Regions from separate parts of the Sus scrofa genome. Here region 2 is linked to region 1. Evidence: chromatin contacts called from public Hi-C data. All regions are on one chromosome and are shown on one strand. Each heading gives the region's core, a stretch centred on a gene start, on an enhancer-like site or on the middle of the called end of the contact. The rest is flanking DNA. Distances are from core to core; before and after follow the strand shown. Region 1 overlaps ATP8B4 (probable phospholipid-transporting ATPase IM). Region 2 holds the start of FGF7 (fibroblast growth factor 7).

Region 1 (4,048 bases), core at 1,062-3,561:
CTCCTCTTTCTCTTCTAATGTGATCCTTCTAGGTCTTTGTGATCCAGAGGGGCACTTCAATCTTAGCCCCCAGGTATAGGGTTTTCACAGTGGTGTCTTGTCTGTCGATAGTTGCTAGGTGGTCTTCTTGTGAGGAGGACCAACCTTGGCCATCTTGATGACATCACTCCTGAAGTAGCTTTTTTTACATAGAGCATTGGTGTGGCTTCAGCCAGTTGCCTGGGGATACTGCCTACTTGAGATCTCTCTCTCTATTCCAGGATTATTTTGAATTTGGATTGTAAACTCTGGTAAATACCATTTGAGGCTCATACTTTCAGGAGAAATTTTTTTATCTCTCCCTTTAGTGCCAAGGTTGACACAGCGAGTTTCCTTGCAGCCCCTTTGTGTGTGAAGATTTGTTTCTCCTTTTCTTTCATACTAAGGATTCATCCCTCTGCTGCCTTAGCTTTATGGGGATGTTAGATTACCCACCTGGTCTAATCTTGGCATCAGTAGTGGTGTCTTCTTCAATAAATAGTATCTTAAAGTCAATGATATGTGGTATTCCTACCCAAACTCATTTGTCAAGGAGCCCTGTTTTCTCCAAGCACTGAGTGTAAAGTCCTATAGAATAGGTACTATGCAGAACTCTGGAAAATTCTGGAATAGACGTCTCTATGGTGACAATTTCAAAACCAGGCACTGCACTGCTGTTTATCCTAGTTTCAATGTTTTGAGAACGTGAGATGTACAAAGGACAAAATGATGCTAAGAATATTATTTCCAGAAGAACAGGCTATTTATATTCATCTTTTAAAAACTTCTATTTTCTTAATTAACTCTAGTCCAAGGATGAAATGGCCCTGATTTGTATGCTAAAGTGGGGTGTGTGTGTGTTACACTTAAACTGCAAAGTCTTTTTTTACTATCCTCAAAGTTTTTTTCTTATTATAAAAAAATTATATGTGAATACATATCAACTTCTGACAACATACTCTGTATTTTTCTCATTTAAAAAACCTTCACATTTTGAGACATCTCTCTTATTTTACATTCTTCAGAAGTGTTATTTTTTTTAATGGCATTCGGACATAGGAATTTATTATGAATTGTTTATTCTGATTTTATAAACATTTATATTGTTGTCATTTTAAATTGAATAATTCATTCCTTGCCCATAGCCCTGAGTCACACAGCATTGTCAAAATGCTAGTAGGAATGAATGCTTGTTTTCCATCTGGGGAAGAGAAAACAAAGCGATGAAAGGGACAAGTTCCTACCCACCTGGTATTTGTTTTCTCACTGGGAAATAAAGATAGGCACACATAGGTCAGCTAGAAATACTGTATTTGAAAGTAACATGAGAGCATGGGAAAAAAGAGAAATGTGTGAGAATCTGGTGCAAATTCAGGGGCTCTATTAATCTCAAGTGAGTCTATGAATACTTTCAAAATTAAGCAGAATACTGGAGGCCTGAAAGTCTAGCTACCTGCAGGCATACGGGGGCTGGTTTGTGTAAAGGTCTGAGACTGTAGAGTCAAAGGAAGAAAAGCATCCTGTTACCTCCTCAACACTGTCCAACTGATCTGTGGTTAGCTGAATTTACAATCTCTTTAAAATTTCTAAAATTCCATTTAAAATCAACTCATTCAGAAAAACCTTTAAAAACCTGCATAGCAGTGGTGAGGGGAAGTCTTACTTACTGTGGACAGTAAGAAGTCTCTTGTGGAACAGGTGTTAGCCTGCCAGCAAGATGGAAGCTCTGCTGCTCCCCCACCGCACCCACGTGTGCTCGGGCTGGTGTGTTAGTAAAAATGCCAAGAAGCAGCTGTGAGGGCAACGCGGATGTGGAATTGGGACTGGTAGGCATCACAATCTCTTTTCCATTCCCTGTTTTTTACTGGAAGGTCCTGATTAACAACACGTTTAACTGAAAAATCTTCTGGCTCTTTTTCCTGAGCCCTGTTTTTCTAAGGACAATATGCTGTAAATGAGGCAAGTGAAAAGAAAACAACATATTTGGGAGAGACACTAGTCTACAGAGAAAGAGAATTTTTGAATAGAGGACACTTTTCTGCCCAGTGAAATCATTTAGCTGGCTCAGGCCTCCAAAGCCACATGCTGGGCGATAAGGCTTTCTTAGTCTCTAGAGCCCATTGGATAGCCACTTGTTCCCAGCCTGTTAATGAAAGCTGGCCATCTGACATCTTCCCACCCCTGCCATCCTCCTCCTAAATTGCTTCAGTGGAACTGCAAGCTCCACAGCGAAATGGAGCCAGTAGTAATAAAAGTTCCAGGGCCCGGCAGACTTAGTAACAGCAGGCATGTGTTCAGAGGTCCTTCCTTGGCAGGCCTGATCGCCAGTCACTTCCCTGTCTAATCCCCACAGATGTGAGACACACACATCCTCCAACACAGAATCTATAGTCTCTGAATGCTCATTCATTTAATTAGAATGAACTGAGTGCCAGTTTGGAGCCAAGAGCTCTGCTGGCTTCCAGGGGCACAAGAATGAACCAGCGGGATGCAGTTCCTACCCTCAGGGAACTTAACAGTTTGGGAACGATTTTATTTTCATAAATGGGAAACTGATGTTGAATAACTCCCTGGTCACCTTGCTCTTAAATTTCTGCCAAGAGGTTTTTTACAATTAAATTTGTCATGGATGGGCCCTATCTCAAGGGGGTCCAATTTCAGCGTGATTCATAAGCACCTACGTCTTTCTTCCATGCGTCTCTGAAGAGGTTGCTTTGAAGTAATCCACTCTGCAGCTGAAAACATCTGACCAAATGTAAACAGATTGTGCTTTCATAGACACATTGTTGACTTTTAGAACACCAGTTTAATTACTTAATGAAGTGCCATGTACTATTTCTTTACTACCTTGGCCTGTCTCTAGGGACCTGGTGAATTTTATCCAGGCTCTTATTCTCTGATGATAGGTCCAGTAGATTCTAGCCAGTGTCCCATCCTGGTAGGTGGGCTGGGACAGATGTGCAATCTCATCCAGCTGTGGTGTGTGAGGCTCTGAGGAGCCAGTGGGTGGGACCATCCCTGTTTGTGAGATGGTGGCTCTTAGGACATCTTGGATGGAGGATGATATGGTGCGGGCTGGGCTGGGCTTGGTTTTTAGACTTTCCTCCGCTTGACTTCAGTGCCTCGCCTCTGCTGTGATTGCTTTGGAACACATGGGGCAAGAATCTGCCGGGGAGGGACCAGACTCCTTTGGTTCCCTCTGCTGGGTGGACTTTCCTGGGAGAAGCAGCTGTGACACAGAACAAAAACTATAGGTCTTGTGAGATCTAGACTCTTGGCTCTGGCAAGAATGTCAGATACTGAGTCCAGCCCCTCCTTTACAGAGGAGGAACATGAGTTTCCCAAGAGTTGAGGGTCAGTGGTAGACAGGCTGCGACTGGAACTCATTCAATCTTCTGACTTTTTCTTCAGTGTTCTTTCAGCTCTGCTTGATAAGTGGCCATGGGAGTTGGTTTAGACTTGGAAGAGAGAATGGCTCCATCTTTTATTTATTTATTTTTAAAGTAACTGTCTTTCGCTAACCCCTACTCAGGCAAATGTTTGCTTTATTTGGATCTAAAGGAGAAACTTCCAGAAACAGTCAGTATGCTATGACTATGGGGAGAAAATGAACACTCTCACTGAGAGAGAGCTTGTGCCGAGGGGTGTCTCCTATGGCTTAGATCCTTAGAAAGGCCAGGCCCGCCTCTAGGCAAACTGCCTCCTGGAATCATCTGGAAACTGAAGTCCACCTTCTGCCAGCAAACACTCCAACCAAATTGCCACCAAAAGACAATTTAAATACAATCTATCCTGATGAAATTTCCAACCAGATTTTTGGACCAGAGGAGTTTAAAGGTCAGATAAGTTTTTAAACTGAATCATGGATCCTTTCTAAGGACATGCCTTATCTCAATCCAATATTAAAGCCTGCATGATTTTCACGGAATCTACTGCGGGTTTGTGTGCACAATTTATGTGTAACTTATTTTAAAAGTACCTTATGCCCTCAGGATTTTTGATAAAGATAAACTGTCCCCTATGAGGGCTA
Region 2 (4,048 bases), core at 731-3,230, 400 kb after region 1:
TTAGCACAATTCAATATTTTACACCCTAGGAATATTTTTTCAAGGGAAATCAAATTATTTTTAAAAAATTCTCTATTCCTCAAACTAATGGTAAGTTAATTTTGATGAGCATTTACTGAGTACTCTATTAGAGTTCCTAATGGGTTTTGCTAGAAGACAATAAATCACATTTCAGTATGAATAATATCATTTACATTTCCCTTAACATAAAAGCACTTTGAACTAAGGTTGTAGAGACTATATTTTCAAATTGGCTTGGGTTATTACCTCCAACTATAATATTAGTAGATTTGCTCCGTTCCAGGAGATATTTTAGGAACATAGTTTAACCATCCCAATTTAGAAAATAAATAATGATATTTAATTTTTTTCAAAAAAAAAAAAAGGAAACTGAAAAGACAAGTCACTTGGAAAGTGATCCTTTCACAAGTCGTTAAGGCTCATAAGCTGTGCCATAAATAAAACATTACTTACTGTAATTGTTCTTCATCTCTTGAGTCCCTTTGACTTTGCCTCGTTTGTCAATCCTCAGATACCACTGTGTTCGACAGAAGAGTCTTCTCACTCTTATATCCCCTCCTTCCATGTAATCATAACTTCTTGTATGTCGCTCAGGGCTGGAACAGTTCACATTTGTAGCCATTTGCTCTGGAGTCATGTCATTGCATGCCAAAGATAAAGTGCCCACCAGACAGATAATGTGGAAGCATGATCTGTAGAGCAAACTTGGCAGGATCCATGTCAGTATCCATTTGCGCATTATAGTATAGTGCTCCGGGTGTTCATGAATAACATAATGAAAATTAAATCTTGAGTTGATCGTTGCTCCTAGGTCACTGACCTCTTCCTATCTGTGAATTGTAGATGGATTTAAGAACGAGTAGTTGCACTATCCAAATTGTTAGCCTTATCCTTTAGTTCCTGATAACAATATAGAATTCCTCCTTAAGTAAATCTGTTGGTATATCCTTATAAAAACAGGTTGTAATAAGCTTAGTTGCTGCGATGCTGTTTGCTACTTGACTTCTGTTTGCAATGAGAGGTTAACAAATGGGGAGGGAAGAAAGAGAAGAAGATGAAAAATTGTATGTATAAATGTCAGTGGGTAAATAGTATTAGAACATACTGTGTTATTCACACTGTGAAGATGCATTTAAAACAGCTTTCACAGAGTATGTCAATGTCTTTACTACTCTGTAGATTTATGAAAGTTAAGCATTAGTAGAGACAAATCAGAATGGGGTTGTACCATTCATTCTAGTTCCTATTTCATAAGAAACATCCTGCAATTAGAGCTATTTATTTAAATTCAGTTCTAAAACTACTATTAACAAAATATAAATGTTTTTCTCTAGATTTTTTTATTCTTTTACATTTGTGGTTTGTCATTTATTTTCTCCTGAACAGCCTACATTTCTCAAGTTAAATGTCAGGATTGCTCTGGAGAATTTCAACCTTATCTTTATGTAAGTTCTACAGCATAATTACTATAGATAATCACAAGGCTCAAAAAGCTAGTCACTTTACTTTTCCCCTTAGTACTAAAACCAGAGAAAGAGATAAACTACTCACAAACATTCAGCATTGTTTTTAAAGACAAATAACAGCCACTTACTTGTTCTGTTGATAACAGCTGGATACACAAGAATTCCATGTCTGTTGTCTGCCTTGTGCAACTTGAGCTTCTCTAGTGTAGCTACAAACTATTTCTCAGCTGAGAAATTCTCCAGCAGAATCATAATTGTTTCCATAAATCAACAGGCAAGAGGATTTTCTCTGTGTGTGTGAGCGCGTGTGAGCTTGTGTATGTGTGTGTGGAGCCTTTTATTCAGGGCTTTTCGATAAATACCTTTGCTGACCTCATTGGAAGCAATTAAAACTTAACCAGTGAGCTGTTAGTTGAATACAACAGCGAGAATAAAGGAGGCTTGTATAGTATTCATTCAATGGTCATGAGAGGGAGCTATGAACATGGTTTATGCTTAAATCTATAAATGGGTACCTACGTTGTAGAAACTAATCTCTGATTCTGAAGCAGTTAGAAGGGGAAAGAGAATTTTTTAGACTGTCTTTATAATATAGCAGTTGTATATAAGTTGAAAAATATTCCTTTGAACTATATGTAAGGGAATTTTTTAGTAGGAAATCTTTTCCACAGCTTTATGGTGCATGCATTTCTACTATCACATGTTTTTATTCAGAATGTTAGAATAAAACTACTTATATGTATTAATTCACATCTTAGTGTCTTCAAGAGTTATGGGTATATCTCTTCATACAGAGATATTTCAGCATTGCCTTTGAGTATAATCTTATGTCCTATATTCCTAGACTTAAAGTAAGAAAACCTATGTTCTTATTTGAGTTGGGCTACTAATTACCAGTATGACCTTAGGCAAGTCACCTGGCCTTTCTGAATCTCAGCTGCTACATTGTAAAATTAATCTCAATGACTCTATGGTACCTTGTAGTTTTAAAATTCTGTAACTCATTACTCATACTAACAACTAATATAAGAAGGAAGATACATGCTTTTTAAATTATTCTTCTTAAAAATCAAAAATAAGTATTTAGTTCTATATTGGTTATCAGTGTTTGATTCTTGCCCTCAGTAAGAACATCAACGTAATAAATATTACTTTAGGGATGTAATTTTAAGAGCTATAGCCCATGTAAATAAAAGAAAGCTATTTTGCCTTCCTGCTCTAGTGTGTATATAGTAGCGTTCTAATGTTTTATGAGATATCTGTTGCAAAATAATTGCATTGTTAATCTAAATCAATATTTAGGAATATATATTCAAATTCTCTTCCCCATGTTAATACCCCCAGCGTGCGCTTGCATGCACGCTCTCTCTCTCTCTCTCTCTCTCTCTCTCTCTCTCTCTCTCTCTCTCTCTCTCTCTCACACACACACACACACACACACACACACACACACACACACACACACGCACAGTACTTGAAATGCACTACTCTACCACCAGGTGGTGCATGTAGACCGAATAGGAAAAGGAAATTAAGTGCATTCAATTGCATTATACTTTATGTAGTTTCCCTATATGTCTGTGCTTTTGGGGAATAGAATCAAGAGCACAGAAATAGTTTTAATGCACTTAGTTATTCTCTAGGCAACAAATATGAAATTTCTACATTTATTATAGCAGAAGAAGGTGGCCTTTCCATATTTTCCTCTGTAGAAAGCTAGATGGCTACAAAATATTCCATCATGTATTTCTTTATAAGAAGGAATAGAAGAAAAAAAGAAAATATGATGCTGCCGTGCTCTGAATCATACCTCCATTTATTTTGCAGGGAATAGTAATGAGCAGGGTCAGAACGCCTAGGACTTGGATATTCCTTCTAAAGAAATAAAAATTATTAACCATTCACTTGTTAATATATCCAGGAGTTACTAAATCCATCTATTCAACACTGACCCTATAGATTTAATACTAAGAAATCAATAGATCAGAAGTCAAAATTTGCTAATTTAATGCTCAAGACTTAAATAAAGAAATGGATTGTTTGTTGATGAAGAGTGCTTAGTGCTTTTTAAAAATCTGCTATGTAGGGTTAATTGTAAAATAGGAAACAAAGTATGAAATTGTAATCTCTGTACCCTAAATTTATTAGATGCCATTGTATTCTGTGATTTGAAAATATGATCCCTTAATGAGTGGATTAAGTCTCACCAAGGAAACTGTATTTGTATCCTTTGATTATCAGTTTCCGTAATGGAGAATAATTAACTCAGGATGAGCCCACAATCTTTTTGACTAGCATCACAGCTAATAAAATGAAGCACCTCACTTATGCCCTTATTATCAAGAGGGATTCTCCAGAAACCAAGAGCAATGTAGATGTCTCTAGATGTGTTAACCCTCTGTTTTTTTTTAAGTTCTTAGTACTAATAACATTGACAGGTATTTATTGCTCTTGTTTTAATGTACATATAGTGATAGGCTAAGCACAGAAAATATTTGCCGAATGTCTGGTTGTTTCCAGATTGAGTTAACTTCATTTTTAATTGGAAACACTTCTGTCTC

The links. A called contact is a pair of places that touch in the nucleus more often than the background predicts.
Region 2: a Hi-C map of subcutaneous adipose tissue shows a contact between it and region 1, with 2.0 times the contacts expected there. The contact joins the promoter of FGF7 here to the enhancer-like site in region 1. A contact is called at or near these places in 2 of 47 Hi-C or Micro-C datasets (heart right ventricle and subcutaneous adipose tissue).

The regions. Positions count from the first base shown.
Region 1 is chr1:121,877,345-121,881,392 of Sscrofa11.1, forward strand. All of the region lies in intron 23 of ATP8B4 (probable phospholipid-transporting ATPase IM), which reads left to right. Among named protein-coding and RNA genes, the nearest start is that of ATP8B4, 250 kb to the left of the region's middle. Within about 2 kb of position 2,312, at least 8 of the 83 cell types and tissues checked have an H3K27ac peak or open chromatin away from gene starts, as enhancers often do. A contact at or near this core is called in subcutaneous adipose tissue, where this site is marked.
Region 2 is chr1:122,276,725-122,280,772 of Sscrofa11.1, forward strand. It overlaps FGF7 (fibroblast growth factor 7), which reads right to left and starts at 1,981. Exons shown (of 4, transcript XM_021073771.1): 1 at 1,616-1,981; 2 at 475-851. The coding sequence starts at 760. The region is part of intron 11 of FAM227B (protein FAM227B); the gene reads left to right.